3 separate regions of the Mus musculus genome follow, and regions 1 and 3 are each linked to region 2. A link is a contact called in public HiChIP or PLAC-seq and promoter capture Hi-C data. All regions are on one chromosome and are shown on one strand. The core of a region is the stretch at or near the end of the contact, and the rest is flanking DNA. Distances in the headings are between cores, read along the strand shown. Region 1 holds the start of Bcl7b (B cell CLL/lymphoma 7B). Region 2 holds the start of Tmem270 (transmembrane protein 270). Region 3 holds the start of Trim50 (tripartite motif-containing 50).

Evidence for each region. HiChIP or PLAC-seq counts read pairs in DNA pulled down with a chosen protein or histone mark. Capture Hi-C pulls out chosen DNA fragments and counts their contacts.
Region 1: a contact with region 2 is called in a promoter capture Hi-C map of adipose tissue. The contact joins the promoter of Bcl7b here to the promoter of Tmem270 in region 2. A contact is called at or near these places in 7 of 39 promoter capture datasets (the 3T3-L1 cell line, embryonic stem cells, frontonasal cranial neural crest and 2 more), 1 of 484 Hi-C or Micro-C datasets (the G1E-ER4 cell line), 1 of 115 datasets of contacts at active chromatin or transcription factors (embryonic stem cells) and 1 of 9 other capture datasets (adipose tissue).
Region 3: a CTCF HiChIP or PLAC-seq map of embryonic stem cells shows a contact between it and region 2, with 7 times the contacts expected there. The contact joins the promoter of Trim50 here to the promoter of Tmem270 in region 2. A contact is called at or near these places in 1 of 39 promoter capture datasets (hippocampal neurons), 1 of 15 datasets of contacts at CTCF or cohesin (embryonic stem cells), 5 of 484 Hi-C or Micro-C datasets (CD4 T cells, the G1E-ER4 cell line and embryonic stem cells) and 1 of 9 other capture datasets (macrophages).

What each region holds. Positions count from the first base shown.
Region 1 is chr5:135,166,999-135,170,436 of GRCm38.p6, reverse strand. It overlaps Bcl7b (B cell CLL/lymphoma 7B), which reads right to left and starts at 2,065. Exons shown (of 6, transcript NM_009745.2): 1 at 1,839-2,065. The coding sequence starts at 1,930.
Region 2 is chr5:134,904,901-134,908,591 of GRCm38.p6, reverse strand. It overlaps Tmem270 (transmembrane protein 270), which reads left to right and starts at 1,859. Exons shown (of 3, transcript NM_194065.3): 1 at 1,859-1,964. The coding sequence starts at 1,893.
Region 3 is chr5:135,351,227-135,354,975 of GRCm38.p6, reverse strand. It overlaps Trim50 (tripartite motif-containing 50), which reads right to left and starts at 1,681. Exons shown (of 6, transcript NM_178240.3): 1 at 1,282-1,681. The coding sequence starts at 1,680. It also overlaps a transcript of Fkbp6 not described here.

The sequences.
Region 1 (3,438 bases), core at 816-3,315, 260 kb before region 2:
AAAGCAAGAAAAGTTTGTGTGGCTTTTACTCAAGATCACCATGAGATAAACTCTGAAGGCCTCAAATATTTCTAAATCCAAATGAACCAGGTGTGCCCTCACCTCATTCAGCATTTCCTCCTGTGTGTGTGTGTGTGTGTGTTTGTGTGTGTGGGGGTGCTGGGAGGGGGACAGGGATGGAATTCAGGGCCTTGGCCATGCTAGGCAAGTACTTTACCTCCAAGCAACATCCCTACTCGCTCAAAATGCTTGTTTTGTCTTTTTTGTTCCTTGGTAGGGACTCTTAAATTGCTTAGATTGGCCTTAAACTTGTGGTCCCCCTGTCTCAGCTTCCTGAGTAGTTGAGCTCACAGGTCTAAGGCATTTGGCCCATTTCACTATGATGATTAGGACTCAAGTCCCCAGCTCTTCCTTGAGTAGCTAGGGGACTATAGGTGTGTTTTGCTGCAGTGTTAGTAGTTTTGAGTTAAAAAGTCAAACATGGGGCTGGGGTAGATATATATAGTTCAGTGCTAGAGAAATTATCACGAGTGAGCAAGGTGGTGGGCACTACCCTCAGAATTAGGGGATGGGAGTTGGTTCAAATATGCGGAATGTCTTGCAGTTCAACCTAATATAATTAAGGAAAATTCTGTGAAGGTGACCTTCGCTAGAATTTCAAAATGTGTCTCTGAGGAACCTACATTGAAATTTCTTTTGAGCATTTTATTATTTTTATGTGTGTGGGTGCTTTACATGCGTGTGTGTCTGCGCATTACACACGTGCTGTGCCCACAGATGCCAGAGGACATGGTATCCCATGGGACTGGAGAAGAGCTGTTAGGGGCCATGTGGTGGAAGAGCAGCCAGGTGCTTTTGACCATTGAGCCATTTTTCTAGCCTACATACTTTTCCTTACCAATAAAAAACAAAAGGGGGTAGAGACTTGAGAATTACATAGGAACAGAGGAATGCCATAAGATGCAGACATTTTCCAACACTTGGGAAACACAGACAGGTGGGTCTTTGAGAGTTCAAGGCCACCCTGGCCTACAAAGAGAGTTCCAGGACAGCCAAAGGATTGGGGACACTGATTCAAAAACAAACAAACCACTCTCGCGGCCTCTTAGCTACTGGGTAAACTGAGGCAGAAGAATCACTGCCAGCCTAAAGCCAGCCTGCGGTCCTCAGGGAGCTCCGGTCAAAAAACAGTAAGGAAATTACAAATCGTTAAGTGAAGTGAATGGCTCAGAGGCTTGGTTCAGAACAATTTAAAGCAATAAAATCCTGACCTAAATTGTTCGCTAATTGTTCTGGGTTTGCAATAAACATTTGCAGGGTCAGGGTACCTTGGTCGCCAAGAGCAAACCTATGGCGAGTGGGCTGGCTAAGGATCCAAGATATCAGGAATTTCTGTTCCAAAAGTGCCATGTTTACAAACTTCCGCTTAATTTCGACCACTTATATCGTATAATAGTCGGCAACAACGGACATCACCGGACACTTGTGCTGCGCAGGAGCGGAAACCGAACCCGGAGCCGCCAAGCAGCATTTCCGCGAGGTCTCCACCGGAAGTGCAACTGTGCAGCGCCAGGCCCCGCCCCAGGCAGAGCGGCCGGAAGCGGCTAATGACAGCTATGGGAGGGGCCATGAGCCGACCGTCTTTCTGATTGGCTACAGGGAACGCGGACTCTGAATTCACGCCGATACCGGCGCGCCCTCCTTTCGCTTTTTGGCTCCGGCCCCCTCCCCCCAGGGCCGGCCTCTTGGTTCCCATCCTGCCTGTTCCTGTATGGCGAGCCTCCGCGCCGGCTTTCCCGCAACCCCACGTCAGCAACCCCTCCGCTCCCGCCCCTCACCATTTCCGCACTTTCTCGATGGCCGCCATCACCTTCTTGATGTCATCTTTAGCCCGGCTACGGGTCTCGGCCCGGACCGAACGGCCGGACATGGCGGCGGCGGGGAGTGGCTGGGGGCCGGGACAGTGCTCCCAAGACGCGGGATATCACGCGCCTCACGCGTCGCCGTCCACCCGCTGCCACCGCAGCACGTCACCGCGGCCGTCGCCCCCCCTCCGTGCGCGCGTGCGCGAGGGAGCGCGCGCACCCGCCCGCCCCTTGGGCCCTCAAGGCCTCAGCGCGCTTGCGCACCCGCCCGGGGGCGTCCCTGCTGTGCGCCTCCAGAGACCCTTTGCCCTCTTGCTGCCAGGCTGAGCCCATCGTCGTCCGCACGTGGTGTGGGCCAGGCGAGGCTGCGAGGGTGGTGGTGGGATGAGGTTTCCAAGTCACCACTTTCCCTACCTGCTGCTTCAATGCATGCCCGGGAATTTTCAATACTGTAGACCAGGCCAACCTCGAATTCACAACCACCTGATTCTGCCTCTCCGGTGCTCTGTGCCATGGCATTTGACCGGAAAATTTTATTTCATTTTGCTTTTCCGAGACAGGGTTTCCTTCTCTGTGTAGCCCTGGCTGTCCTGCAACTCACTCTATAGACCAGGCTGGCCTTGAACTCAGAGATCTACCAGCCTCTGCCTCCCAAGTGCTGGGGTCAAAGGGGTTGGAATTTTCTTTTTTTCTTTTCTTTTTCTTTCTTTCTTTCTTTTTTTTTTTTTTCTTTACATGTATATGGCACAGAGGACAATTTGTAGAAGTTGGTTTTCACTAGTGAGTTTTAGGCTGTTATCAAGTCCTTTAATCCCCCATGACCCCTGACCCTTCAAGGAATTATTTATGCGCTGCATGTTCACCTAAAAGGAGATCTGTGTCATCATTGTCTAAATAGCTGTGTTCCGGAGTCATTATCACACCTTCCTTCATTTTGACTTCTGGTCTTCGAATTCTCAGCTACCCACCTGGAAATTTCTTCTGATTGAATCAACTACTTTTCCAACATCCAGGTCACACTGCGGCTCTTCCTGAGTATTTTGCACCTGGCTCATACTTTTAGCATTCCACTTCACTGTCAGGGAATTCAGTTCTGGATAAAACATTGCCTGTGTTCTGTGCATTGGACCAAGTACTGAGGACATAAATATTTCTCTTTTGAAAGAACTTCTGGACCAGGGACTGTGATGAACACATTTATCCCAGCACTCTGGCGGAAGAGGCAGGTGGATTTCTGAGTTCAAGGCCAGCCTGGTCTACAGAGTGAATTCCAGGACAACCAGGGATATGCAGAGGTTTTCTCTGGGGGGTTGAGGAAGGACAAAAAGAGAAAAGAAAGAGGGGAGTGAAAAGCAGTGATAACAGACCCAATAGAAGGAGGAGGTGACCCACAGCTGACGTTGCATGCCCAGAGGGACTTGTTTGAATCAACTTTGAGGTTTACTTGCAGTTCCAGGAAAACCAAGAGTTCAAGGTCATCCTTGACTGCGTTTAAAGTTTGAGGCCAGTTTAAGGCTGCATGAGACCCCGTCAAAGAAGAGGGAGAGGAGTGTGTCTCCCAGTGACTGTGTAA
Region 2 (3,691 bases), core at 610-3,109:
GTGTCTTTGATTCACATTTCCCCCTGACTACTAATGAGACTGGACTATGTTTGCACAAACCTCATGGCTCTTTTGGTTCCTTTTGTTAACTTTCTTTGCTTCTGTGCTTCATCAGGTCCTTTGTTTTAAAAAAAATTTTTAAGCTTCTCTTTCTTTTTCTTCCTCCCTCTTTCCCTCCCTCTCTCCCTTCCTTCTTTTCTTTTCTTCTTTCTTCCTGTGGTGTGAGTGCACACATGACAAGGGTCTTGCCTGTGGAGGCCAGAAGACAACTTGGGGCAATAGTTTCTACTTTTCCACCATGTGTGTTCTGGGGATGGGGCTAAACTGATCAGGGTTGGTGTTAAGTTCTTTAACCTCCACCTCTGATCTCTTTCTTTTCTTTTCTTGTTTTTCTTTTCTGTGTTGGACGTGGAACTCAGTCTTGCACCTGTTAGCCACGTACTTTACCACCTCCAAATTCCAGCAGAATCGATTCTCTCCTTATACTGTGTGTATCTCTGGTCTGGGGCCAAACTCAGGTCAACAGTCTTGACAGCAAGTGCTTTACCAACTGGCCAGGTATTTGATTTCTTTTCCTTTTCTTTCTTTTTGAGACAGGGTCGGTCTCTCTCTCTCTCTCTCAACCTCTCTCTCTCTCCCTCCCTCCCTCCCTCTCATTTTTTCAAGGCAAGGTTTCTCTGTGTAGCCCTGGCTGTCTTGGAACTCACTATGTAGACCAGGCTGGTTTTGAACCCAGAGATCCACCTGCCACTGCCTCCCGAGTATTAATGGCATGTGAACTTACATATAATAAATAAATAAATCTTTTTTTTTTAAATCCAGCTTTTTCCAAGCCACAGAAATTAAAAAAAAAAAAAGTCACGTTAAAAAACTGGAAATAGCAGGACGCGGGGCAGAAGACTCGGAAGTTTGCCTTAGAGACACGGAGAAATGGAGGCCAGGTGGGGTTGCATGGCTTGCAAAGCCCCGTTTTCAATCCCGAGTTCTGCACATATTAACAAGAGGGTTAAATAAAAGGAAGACTGTGAGTCTCATTATCTCCGGGTGGTTCCCTTCTTGTAACCCAGGCATTGACTGGAAATGCACAGGGAGCTCTCTCAGGTGTTTCCAGGAGGTTGTTACCAGGAAATCAGCCTTGCAAAATGAGAAACTTTATCCTGCCTGTCAAGCGCCCTGCTCGCCCCTGCGGTGTCTTCTGCCCTCACGCGACCGCATCGCGGTACTGCACCTGCTCGGAGCTCTTTTAGGTCTTGTTCTGGGGATGTGAGCACGCTTCTCCAGGGAGGAAAGCAGAATGGCGCCCCCTGGCGTGGTGCAAGGCAGCGTACACTGATTCCTTTGTACTCCCAGCTGGTCATCCCTGCTCCTCTGAATGGGGAAACTGCAAGACTGCACACTGGTTCTTCAGCCTGAAACTGATGGGGAGAGGGAAGGGACAGAGAAAGAGGCCTGGGGGGGGGGCGGTGAGGACAGAGGGGTCTCAGTTGAGGATGCTAAACTGAGGCTTCTCCTATGGCAACACTGCTACCCTTGCGGTCCAACTTGGAAAGTAAGGCCATAGAGAGCCCATCTCCTCCCTCCTTCATTTTGTTCTTCTTTCTCTACATCCCTATCTCCCTACCACTCAACCCCCACATCTGGCGGTAAACTAGGCGATTCTGAAATGGGCTCTGAGTTTTTTCCCGATAGTAGGTAGACAATTGATCCTAAGGCTAGACATCTGTGATGACCATGGAGCCAGACTTGACCTCAGAGGAGCAGGTAAAGGGAGCTATGGCAAAGGGTAGTGTGTCATGTGGCAACTGGGTCCCCATGGCAACTGGACCCCCACCCTGTGGCATCTGTGAGGTCACCCTGCCTCTCCTGGCTGGAGGAATGGGTGGAGGCCAGACATGGAGGCCGCTCCCCGGGTCAGATCTGGCCTTCTCAGAATTCTTCTGCGGGCTGGGAGGCTCTCTGCACTGGTAAGCAGGGTATGGAGAGGGGACCTGGAGAGATTCAGCCATTCCCAGCCACCAAGGAATAAACAGTCAAGTCCTGAGAGCCCCATCTCCCAAGTGCTGTGGCATAGCTGTCTATCCGCAATCTTGTTTCCTTCTCCTCCTCTCCCCCTTCCTTTCTCTTCTCTCTTCCGTGTGTATGTGTGTGTGTGTGTGTGTGTGTGTGTGTTTAAGATAAGGGTCTATTATGTAGCCCTGGTGTCCTGGTACTTTCTATGTAGACCAGGCTAACCTTGAACTCAGAGATTTGCCTGCCTCTGCCTCCCCTGTGCTGAGACTAAAGATGTACATTATTATTCCTAGCCCTTCATTTCTTTCCCTTAAAAAGATTATATATTTATGTCTATAAATAGTGTGTGTGTGTGTGTCCTCTCCTTCCACCATGTGGGTCCTGGGGATTGAACTCAGGCCGCAGGCTTGGCAGACAGTGCCTTTACCTGTTGAGCAATCTCATTGGCCTACATTCCCTTTCCTTTCCTCACCCCTGCCCTTCTCCCTCCCTGGCCTCCTCTCTTTCTTTCTCTCCTTTCTGTTTAGTGTGCATGTATGTGGGTGTGGGTATGATGTATATACATGTGTGTAAATGCCTGTGTGTGCACATAGAAGCCAGAGGAGGGTGCTCTCTCTTTCCCTCTCTTTCCCTTCTCCCTCCCTCCCCCCTCCCTCTCCCTTATTTCTTTGATTCTTGGAACTTGGAGTTGATACATTTGTTTATTCATTTTATTTTGTCCAGCAGCTTTGCAAGCCACAGATATCCTCCTGTCTTCAAAAATACCTTCAGTACTGAGGTTGCATGCATGCACTGGGCCACGTGTGTCCTGAGTCATACATGCACTGGGCCACGTGTGTCCTGAGTCATACATGCTGGGCCATGTGTGTCCTGAGCCATACATGCACTGGGCCACGTGTGTCCTGAGCCATACATGCACTGGGCCATGTGTGTCCTGAGGCATACATGCACTGGGCCATGTGTGTCCTGAGCCATACATGCACTGGGCCTTGTGTGTCCTGAGGCATACATGCACTGGGCCACGTGTGTCCTGAGGCATACATGCACTGGGCCATGTGTGTCCTGAGCCATACGTGCACTGGACCATGTGTGTCCTGAGGCATACATGCTGGGCCACGTGTGTCCTGAGGCATACATGCACTGGGCCATGTGTGTCCTGAGCCATACATGCACTGGGTAATGTGTGTCCTGAGGCATACATGCTGGGCCATGTGTGTCCTGAGGCATACATGCACTGGGTCATGTGTGTCCTGAGCCATACATGCACTGGGCCATGTGTGTCCTGAGCCATACATACACTGGGTCATGTGTGTCCTGAGGCATACATGCACTGGGCCATGTGTGTCCTGAGGCATACATGCACTGTGCCATGTGTGTCCTGAGGCATACATGCTGGGCCATGTGTGTCCTGAGCCATACATGCACTGGGCCATGTGTGTCCTGAGGCATACATGCACTGGGTCATGTGTGTCCTGAGCCATACATGCACTGGGCCATGTGTGTCCTGAGCATACATGCACTGGGCCATGTGTGTCCTGAGCCATACATGCACTGGGCCATGTGTGTCCTGAGGTATACCAGCACTCGGCCATGTGTGTCCTGAGGCATACATGCACTGGGCCACGTGTGTCCTGAGCCATACATGCACTGGGCCTTGTGTGTCCTGTGGCATACATGCACT
Region 3 (3,749 bases), core at 432-2,931, 450 kb before region 2:
AACATGACTCTCAAGCCTTATATAATAAATATATTATATATAAACATCATAAATATAACATTTAAAAAATTAAATAGTAAATGTCGATCTGTTTACCTGAGATAAAAGTCCATGGGCTGAGGAATTCACAAATTTAACACTTATATTTTGAACATTTACCACTTCAACTGTAGCTGTAGACCAGTGGTTCTCAACCTTCCTAATGCTGTGACCCTTTAATACAGTTCCTTATGTTATAGTGAGCTCCAGCCATAAAATTATTTCATTGCTACGTTATAACTTTAATTTTGCTACTACTATGAATCACAATATAAATATCTAATATGCGGGATATCTAATATTTGGTATGCTATCCCTGTGAAAGGGTTGTTTAGCCCCTAAAGGGTCTCACCCCACAGGTTAAGAACCTCTGCTGTAGCTGCTGAAATACAGCAAGGAACAAAGGCCCCACCCTCATGCTTGTGACCAGATGGGCTTAGGAGCTCTGAAGAAGCAAGGCTAGTGTTGTGGCTCAGCAGGTCAAGTCTGATGATCTGGGTTTGATCGTGGTGGAATAAGAAAGCTGATTCCTTGACATTGTTCTCCATGTGTATGTCTACACATAAATGAATAAAGAATATAAAAAGAAAGAAATCTATTGTGGTACGTGCCTATAATCTCAGCTCTGTGGAGAATGAGACAAGAAGATTTAGAGTTCAAGGCCAGTGGCTGTATAGTGAGTTCAAGGCCAGTCTGAGCTACAAATAAACCACAATCAAAATCCATACCACTGAACCTAGGATGTTGCTTAGTAGAAGAATGCTGCTTAAGCTATAAACTAAGCCTTGGATTCCATCCGTAGGACAGCAAGCAAAACAAAATAAAGCAAGCCAAAGACACAAGGTAAAAGAATAGGAAAAGTCTGGCAAGGGACTCGCTGTCATTCCTGCAGCTACGATCCTCAGGACCCTGGTATATAAGCAACTCTTCAAAAACCAATGAAGAGACCCCTACGTGGAAGAAGAGCACTGACTTCCACAAAATGTCCTCTGACTTCTACGTGCATGCCGTGGTACACGCGTGCACAGTCAAGCAGTCAATAATCAAATAAGTATTAAAAACCAATGAATGAATGCATGCTTGAGTATGTGCGCCATACTTGAGTATGTGCGCAAGATGGAGTTGGAGAAATGGAGCCCTGGTGCAGTAGCCTTCCTCTACCGCGTGGAGGCGCAAGACAGCACTCAGGAGAGCCGCCCTTTGCTCTGCTCCTCCCGCTAGCGGCCCGCCCGCCCCTCGCACCTTCATGCGGCTGTAGACGGTGGAGACTGGTGTGACTCGGTGGTGTTGGTGGGAGCCCAGCAGGCCACAGAGACCACAGATGAATTCCTGGTCTTTCTCGCAGAAGAGGCTGAGAGGGTTTCGGTGGTGCACGCAGACGGTGGGCTCTATGTCCCCCGGCAGCCTCAGAGCATCTATCACCCGGGCCAGGGAGACATTAGGCGGGGAGCTGCTGCAGTCTACTGACTGACGACACACAGGACAGCATAGCTCGGAGTCCAGGTGTTGGGACAAGTTATCCAGGCAGTCCTTGCAGTAGGAGTGGCCGCACTGTAGCATCAGAGGCTCTTTGAAGACCTCCAGGCAAATGGGACACTGCAGCTGGTCCTGGAGTTCCGGCACAGTCAGCCGCCACGCCATGCGCACAGCTCAGCTGCAACACAGGTGGCAGTCAGTCCTCTATCCTGCCGCCCCCTCCCTCTGTCATATTTTCCCTTCCCCCAGGGCTGCTGAAAGCCTAGGGAGAAAAGGATGCCAGCCCTGGATTCTGATCCTAGCGCCTACTATGACTCTGAGCCTCAGTTTCCCCGTCTGGGAAAAAAGGACTTAAGTGGAAAACAATGGCCACTATGAGTCTGGATATATAGATCAACTGCAAGTCTAATTCAGAGTTTTTTCTCCATACATGAGGTCCTGGGTTCAATCTCTAGCATCACAAACGTCACATTGAGCTAGGACCTTCCCCCATGTAACCCCAGCATCTGGGGGGGATTGAACCCAGAGCCTTGCGCATGAACAGCCACTCATGAAATTGTCCTGAAGCAATGATTCTCAGTGTGTGGATTGCAACCCTTTTGAGGTTCCGACAACCCTTTCAAGGTGGTTGCCTAAGACCACTGGGAAAATACAGATGTTTATAACAGTAGCAAAATTAGTTATGAGGTACCAACAAAAATACTTTGTTATGGTTGGGGGGGGTCACACAGCATGAGGAACTGTGTTGAGGGCTGTAGTGTTAGAAGGTTGAGAACTGCTATTCTAGAGATTCCAGAGCCCCAGTTCCAGGCAGGGATTCAACTTCAAGGAAGATTCTCTCTTGAGACCCAGAAATCTGTAATATACACCTTCAAGCCAGGCACTTTTTGTTTATTTTTTTGTTTTCAAGACAAGGAATCTCTGTGTAGCCCTGGCTGTCCTGGAACTCTCTCTGTAGACCACGCCGGTCTCCAACTCACAGAGCTCTGCCTGCCTCTTCCTGTCAAGTGCTGGGATTAAAGGCAGGGAGCACCAGGAACCTGCCGCCTAAGCAATCTTAAAGCCAGATTGTTACTTTTTCTTTTTGGGATAGGGGTCCTGTGGACGGTGGTGGCCTTGAACCCTGTATGTAGCTGGGATTGCAGGTGTGCTCCACTATACACAATTTAAATAGTTCTGGGTATAGACCCCTTGGGGGCCTTAAGCATGCTTGGTAAGTCAGTATCTACTCAGTAGCTACATCCTGAACAACAAGAGCAATGTCCCTTGTCCCAGGGTAACACTGTCCTCACAGAGTCTGAGATAAAAAGAGCCTTGGGTGTTCATCTTCCAAAACAGAAACAAAGTCTCCACTGAGCAAGATAGCAGCAACTCGACCCACATCCCACTACCGCATTACCTGATTTCTTGTGGTCCAGCAGGCCTCCCACTAGGGCCTCAAACAAGCAGCTCTCTCTGGTCACTGAAGCCTTTCCTTCCTCCCAGAATGGGGAAGCTGACACGGAGACCCGGGGCAGCCAGCTGGACATAGATGCCACTGCCTGGTGTCTGCCCCTTCTCCCATCCCCTCCCCTTTCCCGGCAACACCTGTGTCCCAAGGTCATCCAGAATCAGGTGGGAAGTGGGTCACACACCACGAGACTGAGGCGGCGGCCTCTGTTGGGTTCCCTTACGATAACCTACACAGGCAGATTGTGTGGCCTTGCCCAGGATGGGGGAAGGGCTGAGACCGTGCGCCAGCTCGGAGCACAAGCAGGTATAAGCTTTGTATGACGAGCAGCTTTCTGAATACCTCAACCCGGAAGTTTAAAGGTATTTTATTTATTTAGATTTTTCTCGTTTTCTAAGTTTGGGTCACACACACAGCAATGATAAAATACGCTGCTTACTCTGATTTTTCTCATTCGAGGTGTAACATGTGAACAGATCTTAACCACGCAGTGTAACTTTTATCTTATTTGTGTACACTCATGCTCAAGGTCAAGTTGTAAACTGGACAGAGTGTTGAACACCTATAATCCCAGAACTTGGGAAATGCTGACCGGAGGCCAGAAGTCAAGTTCATTCTCAGGCTATGTAGCACACCCAAGGCCATCCTGGACCTCATGAGACTATCTCAAAAGCAAAACAAAACAAAAAAATCTAGTTGTAGAGAATTTGCAGAGTCAGTCCTTTGCCTCCTGCCAGAACAGGCTCTGCAATCAACACAGTTACCGTTCTGGTTCGTATCCTCC